Regions from separate parts of the Hordeum vulgare genome. Here regions 1 and 2 are each linked to region 3. A link is a contact called in public Hi-C data. All regions are on one chromosome and are shown on one strand. Each heading gives the region's core, a stretch centred on a gene start, on an enhancer-like site or on the middle of the called end of the contact. The rest is flanking DNA. Distances are from core to core; before and after follow the strand shown.

The links. Hi-C and Micro-C count contacts between places; a contact is called where the count stands out from the background.
Region 1: a contact with region 3 is called in a Hi-C map of leaf, with 5 times the contacts expected there. The contact joins the promoter of LOC123396057 here to the promoter of LOC123452333 in region 3. A contact is called at or near these places in 3 of 6 Hi-C or Micro-C datasets (leaf and seedling) and 1 of 1 datasets of contacts at active chromatin or transcription factors (embryo).
Region 2: a Hi-C map of leaf shows a contact between it and region 3, with 3 times the contacts expected there. The contact joins the enhancer-like site here to the promoter of LOC123452333 in region 3. A contact is called at or near these places in 2 of 6 Hi-C or Micro-C datasets (leaf and seedling).

The regions. Positions count from the first base shown.
Region 1 is chr5H:106,320,642-106,325,239 of MorexV3_pseudomolecules_assembly, forward strand. It overlaps LOC123396057 (cytochrome c oxidase subunit 5C), which reads left to right and starts at 1,264. Exons shown (of 2, transcript XM_045091089.1): 1 at 1,264-1,369; 2 at 3,652-4,144. The coding sequence starts at 3,684. The coding sequence ends at 3,875. It overlaps LOC123395343 (eukaryotic translation initiation factor 5B-like), which reads left to right. Exons shown (of 7, transcript XM_045090338.1): 7 at 1-45. TRNAP-AGG (a tRNA gene) reads right to left here and starts at 253; the gene lies at 182-253.
Region 2 is chr5H:106,420,237-106,424,442 of MorexV3_pseudomolecules_assembly, forward strand. It overlaps the pseudogene LOC123400479. Among protein-coding and RNA genes, the nearest start is that of LOC123396056, 95 kb to the left of the region's middle. Within about 2 kb of position 1,710, at least 3 of the 3 cell types and tissues checked have open chromatin away from gene starts, as enhancers often do. A contact at or near this core is called in leaf and seedling, where this site is marked.
Region 3 is chr5H:106,560,474-106,564,935 of MorexV3_pseudomolecules_assembly, forward strand. It overlaps LOC123452333 (DNA replication licensing factor MCM7), which reads left to right and starts at 2,615. Exons shown (of 15, transcript XM_045128974.1): 1 at 2,615-2,716; 2 at 2,865-2,932; 3 at 3,046-3,105; 4 at 3,197-3,426; 5 at 3,916-4,093; 6 at 4,296-4,418. The coding sequence starts at 2,674.

The sequences.
Region 1 (4,598 bases), core at 14-2,513, 240 kb before region 3:
TACAGATACATATAGAAAGACAGCAAACAAAGACAGTTTTATTTTTCCTGGTGAGTTTTCTTTCTGTAAAGCCTGGTGAATTGGTGTTTGTGGAAGCGAGAAACAAAAGACACAAACAATTCTCACTTTCGTAAATCTGAAGGAGCTGTGTTACGATGGCTAAAAAATATAAAAACAATTGGGGGCATTCCGAGAATTGAACTCGGGACCTCTCGCACCCTAAGCGAGAATCATACCACTAGACCAAATGCCCATTGCGTGATATGTTTGATTTATTTTAACATCAATAGGTGTCCTACGAAATCTAGAAAAGCCAAATGGCTTGTACTTCACACAAAAATTCTGACCGCCGACCGACTTGAGCAACAAGGTTGGCTCCATGAGCCTATCTGTCAACTCTGCTTTGCGGACGGTTCAAATTGTGCTTTGCCTTTTGCCCCTTCATCACTATTGTCCACCACTTGGTCCTTTCTTGGACCGACGACCACATTCCTCTGACTGAGGCGTTGAACCACAACGTTTGGTGGGGGCGGTACTTTTGTGGTACATTGACAATAAGCACAAGAAGAGGCGGAATGGACATCATGTGAAACGCATGAAAAACGAAATCAACAGGTTTTAAACGTGACAAGTTTAACACACATTAAGGACTTAAGGTGAAGCATCTTACTTTTGAGGATAACAAACACCAGGGCACGTCCTTCCGACCTAGAGTATTCCATCTTCATGAATCATGAGTACTCCCTCCGTTTCTAAATATAAGTCGGATGTATATAGATATTCTTTAAAGTGTAGATTCACTCATTTTATTTCGTATGTAGTCCCTAATGAAATCTCTAAAAAGACTTATTTTTAGAAACAGAGGGAGTAGTTAGCTTGGGATTGTTTTTTTTTCTGGGAGTTTTTCAACATATATCTTTTCCATAAATATCCCATTTGTACATAGTTTTATTCTTTCTAATTCTAACTGATGAAAAGGCAGTGTTCCGGTCGGTTGCTCGGTGAAAAATAACAACATACTCCCTCCGTTCCTAAATATAAGTCTTTTAAACGATTTCATCAGGGGACTACATACGAAGCAAAATGAGTGAATCTACACTCTAAAGTATGTCTATATGCATCAATATGTAGTCTTCTAGTGGAATCTCTAAAAAGACTTATATTATGGAACAGAGGGAGAAAATAGACGAAGGGCCATCCATCCACTCGCTCAGACCACCCGTGTGGACCGGGCCCGTCCGCGAATCTCAGCCCTTAAATGGGCGTTTCCGCAAAAACGCCGTTCCCCGTAACAAATCGGCCTCTCTCTCCCTCTCCTCCTCCGGCGGCGCAGGCGTCTTTCTCCCTCTTCTCCTCCGGCGGCGGCAAGGTCAGACCCCTCTTCCCACGCCGCTCGAACCTGCTCCATTCAATCGATCCCTCGGGTTTCCGTGTCCTGACGCACGAATCGATTCCTACGCGACCTTCTCGCTGATCCGATCCTAGGTTTCCCCCTCTAAATCGTTAGGAACCGTTCCAGATCTGGTCGCTCGGTGCCTCGGTCATCCATTTCGCTGGTGGTGCTGTTGACGGCATCGGCCGGCGAACTAGAAATTTGGGATGGCACGCGATGATCTAGGGGAGCAGGATGCGTCTGATTTGCGCGTGGGGGGGGGGGGGGTGGGGGGTATTTTTTCTTCGTGTGAATACGGCATGTGTTCGTAACCATGGCGTGCGTTGTCCCCATCCGATGCTATCTTTTGGCGATGTTTTTGTTCATAGGCCTATATGCGGTTTGGATTGGGAAATGGTGGCTAAGAAAGAAACATCGTTCGCTCCAATGAGATGTGAATATGTATGTATCAGATGATATATCTGGGAATTAGGAGGTATCCTTTGGCGTGGTGCCATCGCTGCTGCCTCTGGATGGTTTGGCTCGGTGCAATCCCTGGCTAGCACATTATGTATGTTAACTAGTGTGTCATCGTCTATTCCACATATGAAGTTAGATATACCATCTATGCACTGTCGTAGCTTCTAACATCCCGGATCGTTTATGAACTTTGTCATCTATTTGCTCAGCAACCTGCATCATGCTCAGTGATCGTGGTGTGACTTGTGTAGTTCCAGATATATATCTTCGACTTTGCCATGCACATGAATGAGTGGTGTTGCGTGAATGTGCGCTGTCTTGATGATTCTAGTTAGTTGATAATTTTAGAGCACCTATAATTTCTCTCCGCTACACTTAGCACATCACAATTGTACATTGTCTTCTCATTTCATGTCAGCAAACTCTTATGAGATTTTTCATCTGTCATAGGCACTGTCTTATATCTGCATATGTTTTCATATGTGCAACTGTCGTGCTATCAGCAGTAACATTATATGTTTTGTGGGTTATCAGCATTGGAAATAACCTGTTGATATGGTGCTCTATAAAATGTCATTGGTCTATGTGAGTGGGGTTTCAGCTGGTGTGGCGATATGGGTTCCTTAATGGAAGTATCAGCACAATCATATTGCCGTGTTGGTAGAACTCATCTATTTTGATTACTTGGTTTGGCTTATATTCAATAGTATATGTTAGCTAGATTCATGTCCTTTCAGTATCCCAAAGCGGAAAAGTTCTTTTATTGATAAAGATGGCTATGTTCAAAGTAAGTCACCCCAAGTGCAAACTTATCATAGATCTGATCAAGTATACAATGTATTTCCTTTTCTGTGGGTACTTTATTTACTGGAAAAGATTTGTTTATTTTCTCTGTGATTTCTTGCATTTGAGTGAATCTGCTTCTTGACTGATCTTAGGAGTTCATAACTCTTGAAATATGTATTTTGTTGAAGAAAATGACCTGTTGTTACAATTATGATGCTGCCTTCTACATGCCTAATGTTATTGTCCATCTTCTTTTGGCCGAGTGCTTCGTATGAAACAATGCATAATTTGAGTGGTGCTTGTTGCATTTGCTAGGATGTTGATAATTTATGGTTAATCTGATGATGGGTGATAAGGAAGTTCCTCCCAACTAATTGCTTTGCCTCATTTATGCTTTATTGACTACGACCGCTGTGTCCTCTGTGCATGAGTGGCAGGTTAGGTGAAGGGTACACTGCATGCATTTTTTGTTCTTGAAAGAAGCAATGATTGATGCTGAGGATGGAACGATTTATTGTATCACATTTTTTTCCTGCTCCAGCTTAAGATACCTTTTTTAAAAGTTGGGCGGTGGAATAGTATGATACTAGGGTGCAAATGCAGGGAGTTGACTCTTTTTGCAACTACTACTGTTCTCTAGAGAGGTTTTGCTGAGCAGTTTGAGGAATCAGAGCCTGTTTATCGTACTTTACTGTTTGTGAATCATGCTGGTTTAACATAGCTGAGTCCACTAATTCTACAACTCAAAATCTTGGAAGTTCCTGGTTCATATTTTAGTTTTTCCGGTCTCAACTCGGTTACTTCTTGAAAAATTGTACTGACTTGTTTTTGTGCAATTAACCCAAGTGACCTTTGGACGCCATGAAAAATCATATATCATGGCCTCATTGTTTTGTGTTGTTTGCACATGCCTGCCTGCACTTATTTAAAGTATCTTGCTGCTGCCTTGGTGATGATATGCTGTCACCATGTTCCCATGAAATCAGCTCACGGAATCTTCCCATTTTCTGCAGGCATTTTGGCATCTGAGCCCAACAGCTAGCAGATGGCAGGCGGCAGAGTTGCACATGCGACCCTCAAGGGGCCGAGCGTGGTGAAGGAGATCTTCATTGGACTCACCCTTGGGCTGGTTGCTGGTGGTATGTGGAAGATGCATCACTGGAACGAGCAGAGGAAGACCCGATCCTTCTACGACATGCTCGAGAAGGGGCAGATCAGCGTCGTTGTTGAGGAGTAGTTCTGACGTGCTGAACCAGAAGTTCTACATCGCGAAGTCTTTTGCCATTTCGGTTTTGCCAGTAATTTGTGAAACTCCGTGGAGAGCATGACAGAGTGATTGCTGTGGAGATTGTCATGAAAATAAGCACACCACCATTTGAGAACATTGAACCGTTTTGAATTTAGTTTCTCGTCATATCAAATATGTCTTTGTCTCATATCTGTTGCAAACAAATTCAGGGATTGGATGGCTTCCCTCTGACATGAACATGATTTATTTAGGTTTCACTGTCATCCTCTCGGAAGTGAGCTCACCCTTTTGGCTGAGTGCAATGGTGGGATGCCTAACAAGCTACCCCTTATGTTTGATATTATCGTGAATGGAACAAGCACCATCATTACTGGTGCTGTTCTATTTGGTGATGTCATTTGGTTCGGTCAAGATAAGTTTTTAAGGTTTTCCCTTGCCTTTCACCGTCGTTTTCGTATGCGGTCACGAGTGTAGTTTTCTGATGACGGATCTCGTTCTGCTTGCTTACACTTCCGTCATTAACCATTATTGCTTGATTACCGATCAAAGGTGATGATGTACATGCTGTTTCTTCCTTGTTGCAACACATATCTTATGATGGTTGTGACATGAGTTCTACTATTTTTATTTTTTTTGGAGGGAACATGAGTACAGCATTTGATTCTTGTCACCTTGCTTTTGCCTTGCAAAGGTTGGAATAGATGCAAGAAA
Region 2 (4,206 bases), core at 460-2,959, 140 kb before region 3:
TAGCCAATCTTTGTCGGTCAAGACTAGAGCGAGAGAACCACAACTTACAACCACGTTGTCTGCACCTAGGATAACGCCACCAAAAGAGACACGCAGAAGGAAAAAACCAGACCCAAAAATACAAATCTAGGGACACACGATCCTTCATATGCCTTTTGGTGATACAAAGAAAAGCACTCAAACGAGGACGAGGTGGGGAGACTTTATTCCACACCGACAATGACGTCATTGTCTCGCCACCGCTCGTAGGAGAAAACTATGAATTTATTTCTAACCCTAAGACCTCAAGACCAAAGTCATGGAGTCACCTCCCCATCCGGTCGTCCGAGCAACGAACAAAGGGAAGAGGAGGGATCGTGCGTCGCTAGTAAGTAGGGGAAGATGAGCCGGCATCAGCTAAGTCTTGAGAGTGAGAGGAGGAAAAGAACGAATTAATTGCTTGTATGCAAGAGAACCATTTCAACATAGCATAAGGATAGGTATGGGTGAGTCTATATGAGTGAGGTCTTTGGCTATTTGGACGCCAGTGAACCCGGTCTTTAAAAATATCATGAAGGCTATTTAAAGTTTCCAAAAAATGTACGTTTGCATGTAGAGGTTTCAAAAATGTCACAAAGGCTATAAAACTGCATTTTTAGAGAATAAAATCTCATCAAAGAACTAGAAGATTCGTATGCTACACAAAATGAGAAAATCCCGCCCAAAAGAACAAAATGTTGGCTCATTTTAATCCATATATTTGTCTCTTTTGCACACACCCGATATGAAAATGTACACGGTAAAATTTGCAAGCGTACATACTACATATCTAAATATATAAAAAGGATAGCGAGGTGCATGTAGCTTCCGTTTGCGTAGGGCCCGGAGAAGGGTCCGATCACTTTGAAACACGTCTAAATGTATATGTACACTTATTTTTTTCAGTTTTTCAAGCTATGAAAAATATTGTTTTTTTATCAAAAAATAAAGATTTGCCTAGTGTCCGTCCTCCACGACGTTTTTCGTGACATCAATTCACACGTGTGGACAAATTATAGATCATGAACAAAAAAAGGTGGACATTGGCAAATTATATAGATGGTGAACAAAAAAAGTGGACATAATGGATGTACGGAAGGTAATTACTTTTATCCACAAAAAATAAGCTAGGTATTTACACATTGTACAATTGGTGAATATACTACGAGAATGAAATATAGATTATATCCATATCATCATAAACACAAATATTTTTAAATCTAAAAGCAATAACAGTATCCATGGGAAGATAAGGAAATAACAGGGATCAAGCATAGGAACGTTGAGTGTAGTAACTATCGCTCTTACCACGCTGGCGAGTAACACCAGTCTGCATGCCGGCTGGAAACGATGTATAAGGATGTAACTGCAAAATGCGCAAGCATAACAAGGGGTGATATCAAATGAAAAGCACAGACAAGGACGTAACCGGGAAATGTGCAAGCACAAAAGCAAATCACCGTCCTGAAGGGACAAGCGGAAGGACCCATTTGTAAGATAAACGAGTTCGGAAAGCACAAACGAGAAAAATTCCTTGGGCCTATCGGCAAGAAACCGGGGCCAGGGCGCAAAATCTCGAAAATTTTTGGACCATTTCTCAATTTGTGCGTGTCGTCCTTGCGCAGGGGCATGCTAATCTTCTCTGTATCGTTCCAATTTTATGGGATGAAGGGACGATTATGGTGCAACGCTCAGCCTTATAAACAGGTCCGGGCATCCCTCGCTAGGCGAGGTGGTACTAAACTGCCGTGCTGTGCTGCGTTCCACACGCGCCAGGAACCGCGGAATCGCACCAAACAGCAAGTGGGCCGAATCTAGGTGAAACCTGGATCTTCATCTTGTCAGCCCAATATCTGTTTTGCTAGGAGTCGGCCAAGCTATACAAAGCGAGCTGGAAACACACACACGGGCTGCTCCTGTCCTTTTTTTCTTTTCGAGGGCACGCTCCCGTTCTACATTCATTTATGCTGATCTCAATTGTCTAAAAATAAAACTGATCTCAAAAACTCAAAAAAATAAATGTTAATCTCAAAAGAAAAATGTTTCATGCTCGTCTCAAAAAATATATTTATGTTCCATGCAGTGTTTCTCGAAAAACAAAATTTTGTTTCACAGGAAAAAAATGTTCCATGCAGACTGTTATTTCCGGACCCATCGTCCTATGTACGGAGCTACGTTTTCCAAGCGGTGCATCCTTGTGATAAATTATCCTGTGCTGTGCGTAAATGTTAAAAATTATGGAGAGTCCGATCGAACTATCCGTCCGGAGACATGCACCCGTTATCACACAGATGATAAATCTGCTCCTAGCACATGTTTTTCTCTCACGTAAAAGCAACTGTTTTTCTCTCATGGATGCAGCGCCGGTGGTCTTGAAATTTCAGTACGTATAATTTGCTTTTTTTGGCTTTTGCCGCCGGTGGTGTTTTGATTGTGATGGTGAACCTCCAAGTGAGCCATTCCCAAGTCAACACACATCCCACGAGCCTTATTGTATGTGTTAAGAAAAATGAATTGGACCAATGTAGTTGACAAAACGTGGGCTGCAAACTAAAAAGCTGCTGGATTCTTAGTATCCTTTCTTTGATTGGAGGTAGCTGCAACATCAGCCATGTGATGGTGGAAATATCTTTAGGAGGCTTATCTTCTTAGAATAAGCACAATGTAGCTTGGCTCCGCTCCTCCTAGGGTTCCCCCCTCTCCTCCACCGTCGCCGTCGGCTCCCCTAGGTGGCTAGGTCCCTCTCGTCGCCGTCGGCCGCCGGCCGCCCCGCCACCCCCTCCTCCCCCCGCGCCTCTCCTTCCTCCCGGATCCGTCCCTGCGCCGCCTCCTCGGGAGGTGGCCAGGGTGGCGCGCGACCCCCCTCCCCTTCGGCCGTCCTCCTCCCTCATTCCTCCCCGCCGTCGCTGGCGGGCGCTACCGACGCAGGCTCGGGTGGTGCTGGCGGCGACGGGACCTTCAGCCCCCCCCCCCGCCCCCCGCGCGCGGCTCCCCTGCCCGGAGCATGGGGCGACGGCGGTGCTCCTCGAGTACACCCGTAATGCGTAGTATCATATGATAGGTCATTTACTGTCATGCATGACACATAGTAGCACAACATTTAATATGATACGGTATCATGATATGATACTCAACCCTCACTTTCTTCATTTAATTCTATGTCACATCATCAAAATTGCTTAGTTGACATGCATGATACTCCCTCATTTTCGGTTTGTAGGGCTCATCTCAAAATTTTCAGATTTCCATTATATTAGGCTCATTTTGAGTCTAAGTGAGTTAAAGTGCTTTGAGTCTCAAGCCATATTTAATTCATAGAGTTTAGAGAAAGAAGATGAGTGGCTATGCATGCATCGTTTTCTACATTCACCATACAAGTCCAATGAAAGAATGGATGCTACATTTATTGCCTTGGAAATTGCATATGTGAAAAATATTTCATTGGCTAGTTTAAACTAGTGTCATCCACTCACAATTTACCTTGGTTGATGAGATTTCAGATTTGAGCCCTATAAACCGGAAAGGAGGGAGTAGTAGCTATGGTACTCTCATTATGACCAGCCTTATTGTATGTGTAAAGAAAATTGAATTGGACCAATGTAGTTGACAAAACGTGGGCTGCGAACTAAAAAGCTGCAGGATTCTTTGTTTTCCTTTTTTTGATTGGAGGTAGCTGCCGCATCAGCCATGTGATGGTGAAAATATCTTTAGGGTGTCGACCCGATCATCCTATCCGTCCGTGGACCACACAATTCTACGGACATGGATACACGAGTTTGCCATATAACTGCATCCCTTAAAAGTATCTCTGCAAGACCCCATATATCGTCGATTCGTAAAAGTTGTCTACAGTTTGCGAAAAAATGCTTTTGCGGGCGGCGTGGACAGCGGCCGAGGAGACCTCGCAAAACGGACCTGTATTGCAGAATATCTTTTTATACGGATCTGTTTTACGAGGTCTATTCAACCACCGTCCACGCCGGGCCGTAAATCTGTTCTTTGCCCTTCAATTTCGAGCATGAAAACCTATTTATTTGTTTTTTTTTCTTCAAAAGCATCTGATACATAATAATTCATCGAATCTTTGCTAAAATAGCAATACCAAAGAAAACAAGAATCACAATTAGGCATTTTAGAAGATATCCAACTTCCATAACTCCTCCCACTAGTTGGATCAACATCTTCTCC
Region 3 (4,462 bases), core at 1,365-3,864:
ATGCACCGCTTGTTGCGGCGAACTGCCGAGCGGACACACAGGGGTCGCCTGACTGGGCCGGCCTAGTCAGTCCAACCGAGTCGGGCCGGCCCAGTTTCTTTTTTTGTCTTACGAAAATCTGATATTTTTATTTCTGTTCCTTATTTTCCTTTCTTTTTTGGTTCGTTTTTTCTTTCCTTTCCCCTTTTATTTTCTACTAGCAAAAGAGCCCGTGCGTTGCAACGGAAGCAAACCATACAACACGTCTTAACCTAATAATTATGACTTGAGATCTTTATTTAAACTTACTGCATAAATAGAATTTAATAAATGTTAAATAAGTAAAATAACATCATATTTAGATTATACACATCACTATAGATTCAAATTACATTATAAATAGAAATTTAAAAATTAAATAGGTAAGATACATTAGATTTCGATTCAACCCATTTTTTGAATGGAAGTTCATATGTAATAATTTAAAATTAGAGTTACAGTTTAAAAGATATAATTGTTTATAGTATTTGTTAATTATAATTGGACCATGGATTAATTAACAACATGGATCAGCCTTGTTAAAAAAATGGACTGTACTCTATTGATTAAAATTACAGCATAAATATTATTTAAAAATTATTAAATAAATAAAATAATATTATATTTAGATTGTGCGCATCACTATTGATTTAAATTACATTATAAACAGAATTTTCAAAAATTACATAGATAAACTAACATTATATTCAGATTTTACATATTTTTCTAATAAAATTTCATATATAATATTGTAAAATTGGAGTTACTGTTTAAAATATATAATTTTTTAAAGTATTTTGCACTTATAATTGAACTACAGATTAATTAATTAAAAACTATAGGAGTGTTTTCGAAAACATACGGAAAATGATTGGTTTTTTTACTCAAGTATGTACTGCGGGTTTATTTTATGAAAATTAAAGGAGGTTTCTACAAAAAATCCAGAAAACGATTCGTTCTCTCGCTGTGTTATGTACTGCGGATTGATTTCGGGAAAACACAAGGGGTTTGCTGTAAAAACAAAAAAAACGATTCGTCTCTCACTTAAATCTGGACCGCGGGTTGATTTTGGGAAACTTTAAGGGTTTTTCTACAAAACGACCACGACGGACGGAAGAAGCACTGCGTGCTTTATTATTAGGGAGAGAATTGGAAGCAAAAACAAATTTCTATTTTTCTGCACATTTTTGAAAGTCTTGAACATTTTCTGAATTCATGAACAATGTTTGAAAGTGACAATATTTCGAAATTTGGAATATTTTGAAAAGGAAGATCATTTTTGAAGATCAACTTAATTGAAAAATTGAGAAATTCTTGATATTTTACCAGCCATCTTTTGAAAATATCGATTTTTTCTTAAAATAGCGGACATTTTTAAAATACTTAACATTTTTTAAAAATCCCGAACAATTTTTAAATTATGATTTTATTAAAAAGGGCAACTATTTAAACTTTAAACTTATTTGAAAAACAAATTCTGTTTTCGACTTTGAAGATCAATTTTTGGAAATTCAGAATATTTTTTGAATTTACAGACAAAGTTTGAAAAACGTCAAATTTTTTACGTTTGGTACATGTTTTTTAAAACAAGACCATATTTAGAAATTGAAGAACAATTTTCAAACACAAACTTTATTTGGAAATTGATTTTTTTTATATTTCGAATAATTTTGTAAAATGCGATACATTTGTTAAAAATACCAAAAATTCTCTTAAAAAACTGAACATTTTTTAAAATGCCGAACATTTTTTAAAGCTATGAATGTTTTTGAAGAACGACAATTATTTGAAATATAGAACATTTCTAAAAAAACAATTGTTGAATTTGAAAAACCATTTCTGAAACATAAAATAAAATAAAATAAAGAGGAAATAAGTAAAAAATAAAAAATCAATTGAGGAAACTTTATGAAAGTTTGTCTAAAGCACAAAAATTGGTTGAAACTTGTAGAAGGTTACCAAAACCAGCAAAACCGCCTGGTTCGGCCAGTTAGAAGGATCACTCGATCTCCTCGGTGGCCACATTAAGAGCATGTCTAGTAGTGAACTAAAACCCTTAAATCTAAAATCAGTTTTAAGGGTTGAGAATTGACTATTTTAACACTTTTAAGGGTTGAAAAACAAAGGCAAAGACTAAAACCCTCAAACCCAACCCTTATAACAGACTATTTTTGACACTTTTAAGGGTTTAGGGGTTCTAGTCTACGCGTTTTTTTCGCCCAACCCATAAAAAATGACTATTTTTGATTTTTTTGAGGGTTTAAGGGCTTTACTAGACATGTTCTAAGTTGTGCGTAGCCTGGACTACTTACCGCAAAATGCGGCAAATAGTAGATTCAAAAATGGTCGCTTATTTGCGCTGAGAAATGTTTGCCGCAATGTTCCTGTGGGCCCAGATTAACAACGTAGAGGCGCTCCAGTAGGCCCGATGAACGCAATGGGCTGTTGGACCCAAGCTTACTAAATCGGGCAGTTCATCTGGGCCCACTAAGAGCCACTCGGCCTTCCCGCCACGCCGCCCCCCGCCCTTCCCGCCAAAACCCTCCTCTTATCCCCCTCTTCCCGCCATTCCCCTCAAACCCTCTCATTTCCCTCCATTCTCTGGCCCGCGTCTTTCCTCCCCTACCCGCCGCCGCCGCCGCCGCCGCCGCCGCCATGGCCGCCGGGACGAAGACCGTCGACTACGCCGCGGAAAGAGGTACGTTCTCTCACCCCCGCACGTCCCTCCGGGCCTGAAGCCTCTGGAACCGTCTCCCGCGAGCTCTTCCCTCCCGTCCTCGGAAGCTTCTACAAAGGGTTCAGACGGCCGCGTTGCTTATTGGTGTTCGTTTCTCCCCCCTCTGCAGCGCTCGCGAAGGACTTCCTCACCAACTTCGCTGGCCCGCACGGCGAGCCCAAGTACCAGAACATCCTGGTAATCACCTCTTACCCTGTGTTACATGGCCTTGAAGATCCGATCATTTTTAGTTATTTCACCCCGATTTGTTGTTAATCCAAGGATTTGACCCCCGTTCTCTCCAATTCCAGCAAGACATCGCGAACAGGAAGATCCGCGCCGTGCAGATCGAGCTGGACGACCTGTTCCATGTACGAATTCCCCCACCTCGACGAGATCTATTTTTTTACAGAGGTATTGTCGCGGGTTCAGTATCTGATATCGGTTGTGTTGCATGCGCAGTACAAGGATGTGGACGAGGAGTTCTTGCAGAGGGTCACTGAGAACACCAAGCGCTACATCGGCATATTCGCGGAGGCCGTGGACGAGCTCATGCCGGAGCCCACGGAGGCGTTCGCTGTCGACGAGGACAGGGATATCTTGATGACGCAGCGCGTGGATGAAGGGGCTGACGGAGGCGCTGACGGCAATGACCCTCTGCAGAGGATGCCGCCGGAAATCAAGCGGTTCTTGTGAGTATCTGCATACTGCCCCTAGAAGTTTCTTGCACAACTAGGTCTCTGTCCGTTCTTCTTAACCAATTTGGCTGGTGGCTATGATTGACATGTTATTGGAGTAGTTCAGTAGCTGGCTGTTAAATTATTTGCTGATATCGCAGAACTGAAACTATTTCACAACTGAAATGTGAAGGAGATACTTTAGGTACCAGGAGTAGTATATTATGTAGAAATAAAATGTGCTCCGCCAACTGACCGAAGCTTTTAGTGCAAAATTGTCCCCAAACAATCTCCGCGTTATATGACAAAATATTTTAATACGTTCTAAACATTTGCCATCTTGTGTTCTTGCAAAGACTTGTTTGGTGACCTCATAGATGCCTGTAGGTACCCAGTTCATTACAAATGATCCATTGGAACAGCTGTACAGTGTTTTCTTCTGGGACATTCAACTGTGTGTTTCTGCTATGTTTTGTCTAATATGAAATGGTTTTCACATTCTAGCGAGGTATACATCAAGGCGTTCTCGAAGGTGACTCCGCTCACCCTTAGGCAAGTCAAGGCATCCCACATTGGGCAGCTTGTGAAAATATCTGGAATTGTCACTCGCTGCTCGGATGTGAAGCCCTTGATGCAGGTGGCGGTTTATACATGTGAAGAATGCGGTTTTGAGATATACCAGGTAATACATCTTGGTTTAGGTTCTTGTTTCTGTTATGCCTATTTGTCAAACCCTTGTAACAGATCCCTGTAGATTAGTTTAGATTGTGTTACCCAGGAGAATTTTGTGTAGTATTTATCCTAGCACACATAATGAAATGCAATATTGCGTGTACCGAGCTCTACAACTAGTGCTGAAATTTTTATTGACATGAATATGACAGGAAGTGACTGCTAGAGTCTTTATGCCTCTCTTTGAATGCCCATCTCAACGATGCAAGCTGAACAAAGCAAAGGGGAATTTAATCCTTCAACTGCGAGCATCAAAGTTTCTTAAATTTCAGGAGGTAATACTTCCTCCACAGTCCTGTGGACAAGGCTAACTCTATTT